2 separate regions of the Sus scrofa genome follow, and region 1 is linked to region 2. Evidence: chromatin contacts called from public Hi-C data. All regions are on one chromosome and are shown on one strand. The core of a region is the stretch at or near the end of the contact, and the rest is flanking DNA. Distances in the headings are between cores, read along the strand shown. Region 1 holds the start of SEC23A (protein transport protein Sec23A). Region 2 holds the start of GRAMD2A (GRAM domain-containing protein 2).

Evidence for each region. A called contact is a pair of places that touch in the nucleus more often than the background predicts.
Region 1: a Hi-C map of heart right ventricle shows a contact between it and region 2, with 1.8 times the contacts expected there. The contact joins the promoter of SEC23A here to the promoter of GRAMD2A in region 2. A contact is called at or near these places in 2 of 47 Hi-C or Micro-C datasets (embryonic fibroblasts and heart right ventricle).

Annotation. Positions count from the first base shown.
Region 1 is chr7:61,110,398-61,117,863 of Sscrofa11.1, reverse strand. It overlaps SEC23A (protein transport protein Sec23A), which reads right to left and starts at 4,104. Exons shown (of 20, transcript XM_005666190.3): 1 at 3,911-4,104. It also overlaps the pseudogene LOC100154692.
Region 2 is chr7:61,031,462-61,038,573 of Sscrofa11.1, reverse strand. GRAMD2A (GRAM domain-containing protein 2) reads right to left here and starts at 5,791. Exons shown (of 12, transcript XM_013978113.2): 1 at 4,620-5,791. The coding sequence starts at 4,660. PKM (poly [ADP-ribose] polymerase 6) reads right to left here. Exons shown (of 32, transcript XM_021099107.1): 31 at 7,102-7,112; 32 at 5,796-6,520. The coding sequence ends at 6,414.

The DNA of each region.
Region 1 (7,466 bases), core at 2,855-5,354, 81 kb before region 2:
AGCGGAAATGAATCTGACTGGGAACCATGAGGTTGCAGGTTCGATCCCTGGCCTCGCTCAATGGGTTCAGGATCTGGCGTTGCCATGAGCTGTGGTGTAGGTCGCAGACCCGGCTCAGATCTGATATTGCTGTTGCTCTGGCGTAGACCAGCAGCTACAGCTCCAATTAGACCCCTAGCCTGGTAACCTCCATATGCTGCAGGTTCGGCCCTAAAAAGACAAAAGACAAAAGACGAAAAAAAAAGGATCTGGGATAATCAGAGGGGAGTTAGAAGACGCCAATCTTGGTTTTAACATAGGCAACATCAAGAGGAAAACCAACCTTCTCTGGGAGACAAATGGTTTTTAGCAATAGCTTCATGCTACAGATGTGAGTATAAATTCTAGGACTATGCAATCCCACCCATTATTCCTACAGAATGTAAAGCAAATAAAGTTTTCTGTTTATTACTTAATTGCAAAAAGGATTAAAATACTATTAAAATATTCTCAACAAATCAGGTTTGTTCATCAGAACCACAAAACACAAAACATGTCTAGAGAGACTAGTTCCTCAATTCTCTAAGAATCGTATATAAGTAATACTTAACTAGCACTAGTAATATATTAGTAGTATCTATTACTAGTATTAATATTAATGCTATAGTAACACTATAGTATATAACTAGTACTTAGGTATTTGGCATATATTTTCTCAAAAATGGCTGAAGTGAGCCTTGTTACCTGGAAAACCATTCACACTATTTGTTGTCAATTCTTCCTCGAATTTAAATTGAAAAATTAAAATCTTTGAAAACATATCTAATACCATGAACTTCAGAGCTTCCTAATATGTAAGGATTTTTCTGATGAGATCAGCAGTGATAATATTTGTTTATATATTGTATAATAAATATTGCATAATGAAAGATGTCAACATTTGGAATATTCAGTGAAGTAAGGTCCCCAAATGATCAATTCATGATGTTACAAAAATCACCCATGGGAAAATGATCATTCAAAATGTAGGATAGACCAATGGATTTTAATGCAATAGAGTACAAAAAGTTCAATTCTAAGGTTTCACATTCCACACTGCAATTAACCCTTGATCCCTTTTTCTTTTTTTAATTTTATTTTTTGGCCACACCCACGGAATACAGAAGTTCCTGGCCAGGGACTGAATCCTAGCCACAACTACATCCTACACCAGATTCTTTAATCCACTGCATAGGGCCAGGGATCAAACCTGCACCTCTGCAGCGACCAGAGCCTCTGTACTCAGACTCTTAATCACTGTGCCAAGCTGGGAACTCCAATCCTTGATTTCTTAATTAAAACTGCTGAGGAGTTCCTCTCGTGGCTCAGTGGTTAACGAATTCGACTAGGAACCATGAGGTTGCGAGTTCGATCCCTGGCCTTGCTCAGTGGGTTAAAGATCGGGCGTTGCCATGAGCTTGTGGTGTAGGTTGCAGATGCAGCTCGGATCCTGCATTGCTGTGGCTCTGGCGTAGGCTGGCAGCTATAGCTCTGATTAGACCCCTAGCCTGGGAACCTCCATATGCCGTGGGAGCAGCCCAAGAAATAATATAAAAAATTTAAAAAATTTAAAAAAAAACTGCTGAGTTTTGGTATAGTATCAAAGAACATGCACAATTATCTGAAAAAGGTATTAACCTATCTCTCCTTTTTCCAACTACATATCTATGGGAGGCCAGATTTCCTTCATATAATCCAACCAACATATTACAATAGATTGCACAGAGTAAATATGAAAATCCACCTGTCTTCTATTAAGTCAGCTTTTTTTTTTTTTCCCACTGGATTCTCAATAACGTTTAAGAGTATAAAGGGGTTCTGAGAATCACCTCCTTTGAACTCCAGGGCTTAATTCAAAATCAGAAAGCCTAGTAGAAAAAAGGCTCTATGAAACTGTTACACACAGAAGAAAACATTTACACACAGGCAATGGCCAGATTTAAGTTTTTACAACAGGTAACAAATCTAGATTCTAATTCTACAGCCTTACTTTTTCACCTCTCCTCTTCCTCACTCTTTTTCCTCTCAATATTTCTGCACTAAGATTACACTTGCTCATTAAATTACACCTATTCTATTTCTTACATTCTCGCTTTCCAGCAGGAATTTCAAAAACATCCAGCCTGTTTCTTCCTTTTTTTTTTTTTTTTTTTCTTTTTAGGGCCATACCTGTGGCCTATGGAAGTTACCAGACTAGGGGTCAAATCAGGGTTGCAGCTCCAGGCCTAAGCCACTAGCCAGGTCAACAAAGGATCCAGGCCCCAGCTGTGACTTATGCTGTACCTTGCAGCAACACTGGATCCTTAACCCATTGAGTGAGGCCAGGAATGGAACCTGCATCCTCGTGGACACTATGTGGGGTTCTTAACCCCTGAGCCACAAAGAGAACTCCCACCTGTTTCTTCTTAACTGGTCCAATTACATGGCCATGCAAAACATCTCCCCAACTTACCTCACCTTTCCAAGGGAGGATGGTATTATTTGATAAGCATATAATATTCCCTAATATTACATTTGTATAAAGCATAAAACCAAATAAATATGATTAAAACGCAGCCTTAACTTACTAGTCATTACACTTTTTTTTTAAAGTGGTACAAAACACAAAAGGCCATTCTAAAGAAATGCCTCATTTTTCAGTACAATTTATAATCACTGAGAGTTACTTTAGTTAAATAAAAAAGCATTAGTCACTTTAACCTAGCATATCAAATGTGTGCCCATATATTTTAAAAGGCTTTACCTATTCAATAATAAGTAAGAGTTTTTCAATACTTAAATGTTAGCCCTTTTGCACATACCTAAGTAAAAAAAAATCAGGTAAATTACAAGTAAAATTTGATTTCATTCCAATCAGATGTATTTGTTAATAATTAAATGTGCCTCTCCAACTCTCCTGTTCTAAAAATCCTCAATAAAGTGTCTTCAACTAATTCCCACGACTAGCTTTATTATATTAGACAAATAACCTCTATATTCCTCAGTTTCTCATCAATAAGGTGAAGGGTTTACGTTAGAAAACTACAAGGCCCTTTCTAAATCTAAAATTCTGAGCCAATTAAAAATGACTGAACTTCCAAAAACAACCGTCAATCAGTCCACTGGAGAAGGAAGACTTAACATGAATTTATGTTTAAATCTGAAACTTTTTAAACCAAGTTAATTTGGCTAGTTATCCACAGCTTTGATGAGTGGAACTTGACGTCCACGTGAAAACGTGAATTCAACATACTCCAGTGATTACATGCAGACTTACTATGGCTTTTCCTTTATCACCAAAACGGAAAAACACTTAGGGTCAGACTAAAATAATGACTGGTCCGATCTGAAAACTAAACTCTATTTCTAATCAAGGCACAAGGTGTTAGCTCTACCTGGCACTTTTCTCCTTATCCCCTTTAATTCCCAAGGCCAAACTACGGGTGACGAAGTCACCTCGGTTCAAAGTCTAGGGCTCTTTAGATCAGGAAAGGAATGAACCAAGAAGCCAAAGTACCCTGAAGCGGTGACGGGTGGGGTAGGGAAGGCAGATTGGCCCGAGCGGAGGGTGAGGTGCGAGGAGATGCCCGAACTGCTGCTTTTCACCCGGGACTCCCATCTTTCACACCTGATCCAGGGGAGCTGGGTGATGGGGTAGCCCAGGCCCAGGTAGAACTAAGCAGAGAGTGGTGGGTGAGAGGGTGACAGGTTCGGGGCTCAAGGCAGCCCCCGCCGGGCCCAGTCGCCGCCCAGCACACTCGCCTGCCCGAGGTACCAAGAACCGACACCACGCTTGAGACCTCCGCCCGCTGCCGACCCGCCGCCGCTCAAGCCGCCCCTCCCCCGCTTCCCACCGAACACCCGCGGCCCCCCAAGGGAGCCTAGAGGAGGCGGCCCTGAAGTCGAGCCTTACCACAAGGGCACCTGGTACAAGATCCGCGCCTGTCGCAGCCGCCGCCTTACAAAATCCGTCCTCTCCGCCGAGCCGAAGCAGCCGTGGCACCTCAATCAAGGCCGGCGCCGCCCCGCCCCCGGCCTCCGCGCAGAACCCTGCTGGACCAACATGGCTGGTGCCGCCTCTGCCACGTCAAAGGGAGGGGGAGGGGCGGGGCGAGAAGGGGAGAGGGGGAGGGGACGACCCTGGAGGCGGGGCGAACAGGCCAGAGAACAGCAGGGAAGGGTGCGGGACCCGGCCGGGCGGAGCAGCGCGTGGGGAGGGGATGGGAGGAGAAAGGGGAGGGGAAGAGGCGGGGACGGAGCCGAAGGGGCGTGGCAACCGTGACAAACCCGAAGGGACGCTGGACCCGCGCGGAACTGGAGCGCTAGGGTGGGGCTGCGCGGTGGCGCTCCTGTCCGCTCTGCCGGGAGCCACTGCGGATCCCACTCTCTGCAGGCCGCAAGGAGGTAGGAAGGAGCTCCTGTCGCTAGATCCTCAGTTCGCCGAGAGAAGTGGTGGAGTCCTGTGGGACACTCTCTCCTCTAGGTCCCTGGTTGGTTCCAAGAACCACAAGTTCGTTTTTTCACTTAGTGCAGCAAATGTTTACTGAACATCTGTCTACATTGGGCCAGACACAGTAGTGATGTTGGTGATATGACTCAGGCAAAACAGGCCAAAATCCCTGGTTTGCAAGAATTTGCATACTATTTATGTACTACTTAGGTATGCCTATTCATTTTACCACTTTCCTCCACTGCCTGTGTCACCTCTGCCCCTTACACACAGCCACACACACACTACAATGTTTCGCTGATTAATCTTGATGTGTTTTCTGCTTCTCACTCCACAAAAAGAATTGGGAAAAATGGGACAGGCAGAACAGGCTGGAAAGACATTCTAGCTTGGAGGTCTCAGGCAACCCCATCCTTCAGTGACTGGGTTCCTCACAAAATTGACTCTAGATATGACAACATCTAAAATCCTGCAAAGCTTAGCCCTATAAGCATTTTATGGAATAGAGAAAAAGAAGAATTTTTTTGTTCTTCAAAGCTTATATTTACAAGAAATAAGATACACGTCAAACATATATTTTTCTTTCTCTAAGCTTGTTTTGTAATGTAGAAGAGAATGAGTTTACTTGTCAAATTTTAGTACAATCCTGAAGAGGAAATGGGAATCAAAAACCAAAATTCTGGTAGGCCTGCAAATAAAGTGGGCTCCGGGTGCTTACCTTAATAAGGATTCTTAATTGAAAGTGCAGCAAGAAAATAGCTGTGGACGATGATATAAAGGTTGCATAAAGATGTTCACAAAAAGAAATATGGTCTAAGAATGAGTAGGGTAAATAGACATAGATGAGAGGATCCACAGGAGTCCTAGAATTCAATGAGGAATAAACCAAAGTATAGTACCTTTGGTAATTTCATTCATTTCATGATTCCCAGAAAAGTATCTTTGCCATTTAGGTCACTGAAGTCTAAGAAGTCATAATCCCTATGTTTTCATCTGAAAGAAAGGTTTTTGTTTGCTATTACAATGAAATAAATGTTAGGATGGTAACAAAATCATTAATATCTGTCTTTATGTACTTTAAAGTGAATGAGTTTCTCAGTGGTAACAAACACAACTAGTATCCAAGAGGATGCCGGTTTGATCCCTGGCCTTTCTCAGTGGGTTAAAGATATACCATTGCCACGAGTTGTTGTGTGGGTCGCAGATGTGGCTAGGATCTGGTGTTGCTGTTGTGGTGGCATAGGCTGGCAGCTCCAGCTCCGAGCCCTAGCCTAAGAATTCCATATGCTGCAGGTGCAGCAGTAAAAAGAAGGGAAAAAAAAAAGATGTGGTAATATAAGCAATGGAGTATTACCCAGTCATAAAAAAGAATGAAATAATGTCATTTGCAGCAACATGAATGGACCTAAAGATCCTCATACTGAAATGGAGTTTTAACTAAAGGACAACCCCCCTTGGCTAAGAAGGCAGCTGCAAGCCTTTCCAGCTGTGCTCATCACTATGCCACCCTTCTTGTAATAATGTAACAACTGTGTGCTCTATGTCCAAGCCAGCAGCCCTCTAATCATGTACCCAGCATTGCTTATCAGTTCCGCTTCTGTAACCTTGCTTGCTCAGTTTCTTAGGGAGGAACACTGTCTGCTTGGGGATGGAGGGAGGTCTGGGATGCTTACATGGGAAAATCAAGACCTTGTAGTGCATAAAAGTTACTGAGAACAAAGACCTGGTGCTCAGACTCTGGAGGTGACTCCTCTGAGCCCGCACTGGTGCTGAATAAACCTTGCTTTTCCATATCTCCGAGTGCTGTTTGTCTCCTTCCGTTGCCACGGTTTTTGCGGTTTCCGCAACAATACTAAATAAATCATTTCTTTTCATTATCTTCGAGAAATACAAATACCATATGTTATCACTTATATGTGAAATCTAAAATATTACAAAAATGAACTTATTTACAAAACAGAAAGACTCAGACATAAAATTATGGTTAGGAGTTTGGGATTAGAAGATACAAACTACTACATATAAAACAGATAAACAACAAGGTGGTCAAGGGAACTATATTAAATATCCTGTAATAAACCATAATGGAAACATATGAAAAATTAAAAAATAATAAATAAAGTGAATGAGTTTGAGGGTTTAAACCTTGGACATATCAGACCAACTTTAGTTTTCTGAGATTGTCTCTTTTGGGAGTTGTATTTGTAAGAATTTATTTTTTGTGAGTTTTACTCTTTCCTAAGGGCTTCCAAAGAGAAAAATTATTTTTAAAAAAATAGGATAAAACTTATTCTATTTGTACTTGTCATATGGGTCCACTGGACTCTTGTAAATCTAGGATACATCATGGAATCTTACTGATCTTATTTTTCCTTTATCTTTTTTTTTTTTTGCAATTTTTAGGGCCACATCTGTGGCATATGGGAGTTCCCAGGCTAGGGGTCAAATCAGAGCTGCAACTGCCAGCCTACACCACAGCCACAGCAACATGGGATCCGAGCCCAGTCTGCAACCTACACCACAACTCACAGCAACACCAGATCCTTAACCCACTGAGTGAGGCCAGGGATTGAACCCAAATCCTCATGGATAGTAGTCGGCTTTGTAACCCGCTAAGCCACAACAGGAACTTGCTATTTTTCCTGTATCTTGAAACATTCTGCTATTTCATCATTACTCACCAATTGTTCCAAACTATGCTTCAAAATATACTAAAATAATAAGAAAATAGAAAATGATAATAGTATCCAAGATGATAGAATCTTCAAAACCAGGAAAATATGGAATAAAAATTGGGGTTTTCTATGTTTAGATACTTATTTAAATTTCCATTAAAGTTGTTTTTCATTATCCCTTTACTCTTTTTTATAACAGCTCTATTGAATATTCCTTTACTCTGCATATGAATTATTCATGAAATGACTTAAAGACATAAAAATTAAAACAGATCCATTGGACCCAGATGGTAAGTGATGAAGACTATTTTTTCTGATATACTGAAAGTTAAGAGGTTTTCATC
Region 2 (7,112 bases), core at 4,542-7,041:
CCCTGGTCTCACTCATTGGGTTAATGACCTGGTGTTGCCGTGAGCTGTGGTGTAGGTCACAAACATGGCTCAGACCTGGCGTGGCTGTGGCGCAGGCCACCAGCTATAGCTCTGATTCGTCCTCTAGCCAGGGAACTTCTATACACCACAGGCATGGCCCTACAAAACAAAAACAAGAACAAAAATTTTAAATGGCACGAAAACATTTATGAGAGATAGCTAGTCGGCATTTAAAGGGGGATCTTTAAATGCCGACTAGCTATCTGATGATTTGAAAGAGTTATTATTTTTTAGGTGTGAAATGGTATTGTAGTTATATTTTTTAAAGATCTTATCTTTTGGAGTTCCCGTTATGGCTCAGTGGTTAACGAATCTGAATCTGACTAGGAACCATGAGGTTTTGGGTTCGATCCCTGGCCACACTCAGAGGGTTGAGTATCCGGCATTGCTGTGAGCTGTGGCGTAGGTCACAGATGCAGCTTGGATCTGGTGTTGCTATGGCTGTGGCATAGGCTGGCAGCTATAGCTCCGATTGGACCCCTAACCTGGGAAGCTCCATATGCCCTAAGTGCAGCCCTAGAAAAAGACAAAAAGACTAAAAAAAAAAAAAATCTATCTTTTATAGATACACACTGAAATAGTTGTGGATGAAATAATATATCTTAGATTTGCTTCAAAATAATCCAGGAGTGATGGAGAAAGGAGGCCCATAATTTGATAATTGCTGCAGCTGGGTAAGGGGCACATGCTGTTTTTTGTACTAGTCTCTCCTTTTGTACGTGTGGGAAATTCTCCACAACAAAAAGACTCAACAATTAAATATAGAAACATTTTTCAATTTGTTTGGTAATCAAGGGAGCCATATGAATATCAATTCTGAGATACTATCTCTGGGTTATTCTGGGTTATTTTAAAATAAAATTTCTGAGTAGACCTTCAAAATTCAAAAATTATTATTATTATTATTAGATGAAGGAAAGTGCAGCGTTTATTGCAGGGCACAAGCAAGGAGTGCAGGCAGCTCACGCTCAAAAGGTCTGAACTCCTTGATGGCTTTCAGGGAAAGTTTTTTTTTTTTAATTCAATGAATTTTATTACATTTATAGTTATACAACGATCATCACAACCCAATTTTATAGCATTTTCATCCCAAAAAATTATTTTAAAATAACATTTTGTGTGGCCCTGGTGATTATGGCCAAGTTTCAAATAATTTGATTAACGTCAACGCATATTACAAATATTTAATTAAAAAAAAGAAACACTGGAGTTTCCTTGTGGTGCAGCAGGTTAAGGATCTGGCATTTTCACTGCTGTGATGTGGGTTCAATTCCTGGCCCAGGAAGTTCCACACACCACGGATGCAGCCAAATTATATATGTGTGTAATTTTTTTCACTATAGACGAGGAAGTGAGAAAAGCACTCTTACAACCAGTCACAGCTGTTTGCTCAGGCAGCGCACTCATGCTGCTGCTCTGACCCTAAGTCAGTGAACAAAGGGACATCAATTAAATGAAATACCGGTAGGATTCTGACAATCTTTTACTGTACTGTGATGTGCCAGTCAACACGTGAGCGGGAAAAGCAATTTGTGTCTGATTTTTTGTTTTCTTTTTAGGACCGCATCTTCAGCATATGGAAGTTCCCAGGCTAGGGGTTGAATCAGAGCTGTATCTGCCAGCCTACACCACAGCCACGGCAATGCCACATCCGAGCCACTGAGTGAGGCCAGGTTTCAAACCTGCATCCTCATGGATACTAGCTGGGTTCTTAACCCGCTGAGCCACAACAGGAACTCCCATGTTTGATGTATATGCTTTTTAGTTAGTATTTTTTAAAAATAGCATCAGCCAAAAGCCAATGTCCTATTAAAAATGAACAGTGTGATTTTAAACATCACCTGAGGAAACACTAATTTAGGACAAAGACTTAAAGACTGGTGCAACCTCCACAAGTTATTAAAACACTCCAGTTCTAAATCATGACCAAGCATTTCTGAACTAACGAAAATGTCTGGGAGTTCCCATATCATGGCTCAGTGATTAATGAATCCGACTAGGAACCATGAGGTTGCAGGTTCGATCCCTGGCCTCGCTCAGAGGGTTAAGGATCCAGTGTTGCCGTGAGCTGTGGTGTATGTCGAAGACGCAGCTCGGATCCCATGTTGCTGTGGCTCTGGCATAGGCTGGTAGCAACAGCTCTGATTAGTCCCCTAGCCTGGGAACCTCCATATGCCATGGAAGCGGCCCTAGAAAAGGCGAAAAGACAAAAAAAAAAAAAAAAAAAAAAAAAGAAAGAAAATGTCTGGTTGTGGTGGGGAGAAGGAACCAGCTTGCCCTGCAGACACTTATATTCATGGGAACAGGGATGCCCTGGGGAGGCAGGTACTTCTTAGTTACAAAGGAAGATCTGTTCCCAGGGCCTTCTGTCCTCCCCTTCCTCCTCTTTTCCTACATTATTAAATAGCTGGGAAATTAATCAAAGCTTCAAAAGTTGGTGATAACAGGTGGTGATAGAAGGATGCCCTGCAGCCCAGGCGAATAGCAGCACCATGGCCAAGACTGACTCCATGCCAGAACTACCCTTGTATAAGAGATAGCTGCAGAATTGGGCGGAGGGGAATTATTTTCACTTTTCAGGAAAGGAGAAAAGCAAATTATTTTCTGGTATCTAGACTCACACACTGGACACCAAAGTGGAATGCTGCATGGGTATGAATTCATGGGCTTTCCACAGGTAGTCATAGCAATGAAGCAATTATGTAAGAGATAAAATACCTTCAGAAATCAAGGAGGAAACAGGCTAGTTGGCAGAAGCACTGAATGACTGCCTGGGGAAGGCCTTTAAGGAGCCAGCAATCCAATCTCCTTACCTCATGATGGCAAAGCAGTGTGGGTACCTAACTTGTCCCAGGTCACAGCAAAATAGGCTCTTCACCTTGGTCTGATAAATATGGTATGTGGCATTCAAGGGCCACAACCTCACCAGGTTAAGGACTGGGAGGGGCCACCCAAGCAGGCACATGAAAGAGCTTCAAGGAGTTTGGCTGGCATAGCCTATCTTGAGTAGTGCCGACCTCAACCTCAGGGGGTCCTCCTAGGTGGATAGATTGGCACACAGATCCTTCTGGTCTGCACTAAAGCTTCGAAGACTCACCTAAGCTCAGAAATTTCAAGCAACCAGTAACATCAAGGCATGGATAGGACCTTGGCTGTCCCCTCTAGGCTATTCAGAAAATTCTCCCAAAGGTAAGTCAGGAAAGAGAAGTTCGATTTGGTCCCAGCAGAAATGCTCCTGGAAGCTCAGTGGCAGCTTGTGGCAGCTTTGGGCTCTAAACCTGCCCATTTGCCCCAGAGATGCTCACTGTTGACTGGTCCTGTCAAACAATAGCCTCAGACCTGAAAGCAGCTGCCTGTGCAAACAGAGTACTGTGATAGGAGCATACTGGCCCCCTCAGTGCAGGAGGGGAGGGACACCCTATCCTCCACTCCCTGCAACCCCAAAGTCTTCAGTCTGAAAGGAGCTGGACTTCAGAGCCATCTGGAGGTGTACATGAGGAAAAGGCAGGATTGTCAGGACAGTCTCTCATTCCCTAGAAGCCTAATTCCTCCAAGGATGGATGGGGCAAGCAAAGCAAAGAAGGGCAAGTGCCAGCTGGGTAGAGCTCCACCAGCCTCTCTGGGGACAGGACAGAGAGAGCCCTTAAACATTCCACTAGCTCCATATAGACTGGGCACTGGGCTCACACACTTTCACCCTATCTGCCCCAGTGCTAGCTGGCCAGGGGTGCCAGGCGCCCTCCAGAGCTCAGGCTGTGGGGGTTGAGACCTGGGCAAAGGCAGGAATTTACAGGTTCATCCACTGGCTCTTTTTCCCAAAAACCTCTACCTCCAGGGCCCCATGACCTCAGGGGACAGAGACCCCAATTCATGGTGTCACCTGAAACGCCACCTCCCGCCTTCCCTGCCTCCCTGCCCCTTCCCTAGCTCCAAGAATTTTGCTTCCTCCGAGGGCGAGGGTGGAAGAGATCTTGAGGCTGAGAGACTGGCCCCAGCCCGCCCGACCGGGGCCGTCCTGACGCGCAGGTGCGGCCGTCGTGCTGGGGCAGCTCCACGTTGCCTCCTGGGCAGCTCAGCGCCGCTACAATTGCACACCCGGTTAGGCGAGGAGAGAGGCTGACCCTTCCAGGGGCCAAAAGGAATGCCCCGGCCCTTGGGTGGGGGGCAGTCAGGACTTGGGGTCGATATGGCTGGGGAATGAATGAATGACCGACCAACGACGGCGGAGAAGGGTGGTGGTGGACCCTGGGAGGTACCCCGAGGAGGGTGACCTCCGCCTCCCTGATGCCGCCCAGACGTGCCTCATCCCCAGGGTCAGGGGGTGCAGCACGAAGCGCCGACAGACGGACATCCCGCCTCCACGCGAAGACCTAGCAGCCCAGGAAGCGCTCGGGCCCGCGCAGCGCAGTTTTGGAGCTGAGCCCGCATTCCGGCGGCTGGGAAGTGTCTGCCCCGCGGGCAGAAAGCTCGGAAGTGCGGCGGCCGCCGGTCCAGTCGGACAGCGTCCCTTCGAGGCGGCCTCTGGGACCCCGCGCGGTCCGCGAGTCACAGACCCTTACCTGCAGGACTCCGCAGCCTCGCCTCGGCTCACGGCAGTCATCTCGGAGCCTCCAGGTCGGTGGAAACATCGCGGCTGGATTGAACACTCACCCACGATCTCCTCGGAGGACACGCCCCCGAACGCCCATTGGCTGCCCGTGCGGGGCGGGTCCAGCCCATTGGCAGTTCCTCCCTCTCTCCAGATCTAAGTGGGGTCCCAAGTTCTGCTCGGATCCTACGGCTCGGTCCACCCGATTGTCCGTCTGGGTCTACTCTTCACAGCGAGGGCCTTAGGTGCCTGCTCCACGTTCTTCCTCTTTAGCGCATTAGCCTTGGAGCCCGAGGCCTCTGCAGCAACCAATTCCCGCCCGCCTCCAAAACCTCCCAAACCTAAGTTCCAGGGCAGTTTCAATTTCTCTTCACAATAGAAGAGGATATGAGTAGGGAACACCAGAGGGAATTTTGAACAAGAGTCGGATGTCGGATAGCTCCGGAGATGAAATGATTCATGTACTTTTCCCAGAGTTGGGGGCTTGGCAATCTCCCCAAACAGAACGCTTTCGGAGGTCTCTAGGGAGGGACCGCAGATGGCCAGAAATCAAGAGTGGGGCAGCACAGGTGAAGAGATCAGATTGGTGGGGATGTGGCAAACTGACCTTTGGGCCCTTTCCCTCAAATCCCCACCAGGAAAGGGTTGGTCCTTGGGACTGGTCTGGAGAAAAGGTGCAAGCCAGATGCAGTTTCATGCCCAGCCCTCTCCCCTCCCCTTGGCCCTGCTTTATTATGGAAGGTGGGCATTAGAAAACAGAAGGAACACAAAAGCAGCCCAGGTTTCCATAAATTTTCTGGAATCTGGCCTCATCCTTCCATTAGAGGCCTCTACTCCAGGAGAACCTAGGGGGAGGGGCAGGGCAAGGGCCATCTCACTCGCCAGTTTACTCAGGAGCAGGAGGAAGAGGACCTTTTTGCTGCCTTCTCTGAGCTTTTAGATCCCCGGGTGATGCAAAGGGTAACGTGTATCCTCAAGACAGTCAGCAACGGCTTTCCCAGCACCTCAGCACGGTGGGAGACAGGATGGCAGGTGGCTTAAGTTGTTAACACAGGAGTACACAGCCACAAGGCTGTTGCCATTTTCACCCCACTCAGAGGGCAGGGTTCAACCACCCCCTTAATCATCAGAAAAGAGAGGAAACAGGTGCTTCAGCTGTTGTTTATTGACATACAGGTAGACTCTATAGCAACAGGCCTGGAGGCGGCTGCAGTAGTCGGGGAAATGGGAGGTGGAGGGTGGAGTGTTTGTCTGCAGCGGCAGCTAAATGGAGTGAAGGAACAGAAGTGCACAGTGCACAACAAAGGGGGAGTGAGGGAGGCTAAGGGGGTTGGAGAAGTAAGTAAGGGCCAGGGCCAGAGTCTGCTTAAACTGGAACCACTGCTTCATGCCCCATGCCCTAAGGCCCCTGCTCTTTGCTGATTCCAGGCCAGGGCTGGGAGTTCTCTGGGTATCCATTTTCTACAGAACTACAGGAGTACACAAAGGAAGAGAAGCAGGAGCTGTTGCCCTCTGGGGACTCCAGTCCTGCCTGCACCCTTCCTTCATCCCTTGCTTGGATGGGGATACTTGATGGGAGGTCCAGCTCTGAACTACCCCACCCAAGCAGGGTCTTAAAAACAGCCATGTTTCACAGAGGTGTCCCTGGGTCCCAGCCCACCAGTGCCACACACGGCCCCAAGTGAGCACTACAAGCATTTCTGGCCTAATGGATGGATTGAGGGAGGGGGATGGGATGGGGCTGGAGTAGGGGCTGCAGGGTGCATCACGGCACAGGCACTACGCGCATGGTGTTGGTGAAGCCGGAACCAGGGCGCCACCCGGTCAGCACAATGACCACATCTCCCTTCTTGAAGAAGCCTCGGGCTTTGCCTGGGGAAAAAGAGGAGAGAGGCGGGTGAGTAAAAATCATGCCAGGAAGGTATGCACCTGCAAGACGGCCCCACAATCAAAAATAGCAAGAAGGACAGGCAGGCCTTTACTTCCTTATACCCACAAGGTGGCGCCAGCCCCACAGCCCTGATATTTCCTTATCATTCAGAGCAGAGCTGGCAGGGACCTTTGGACAACATTCATTTTCTACTCTAGAGGGTGGAGAGCCCAGCTCAAGGTCACAGCTATAGCTGCTTCCTCTGATCCCACAACACTCTGCTCTTATACTGGACAGAAGCCATATGTGGGCTGCCCCACAATGCAGGAGCTCTGGCTAAATTTATGAAAAATCTCAATAATGAGCAGATGCTAAAGAATGAACAACCCTAGCTCTCCAGGATCCCTTGCTTTGGACCCCAGACTAGAAGAGAGTGAGGAGAGAAAATGGGTGGATCAGACCCTCCTGGTCTCAGCCCAGAGGCTTCAGGGAATGGGATGGAGGATTCAGAGAGAACATTCAGCATTAGAGAGGGACACCTTCCCCAACCCCCACCTCTAGCCCTTGCTTCCCAGCCACGCACCAACATTCATG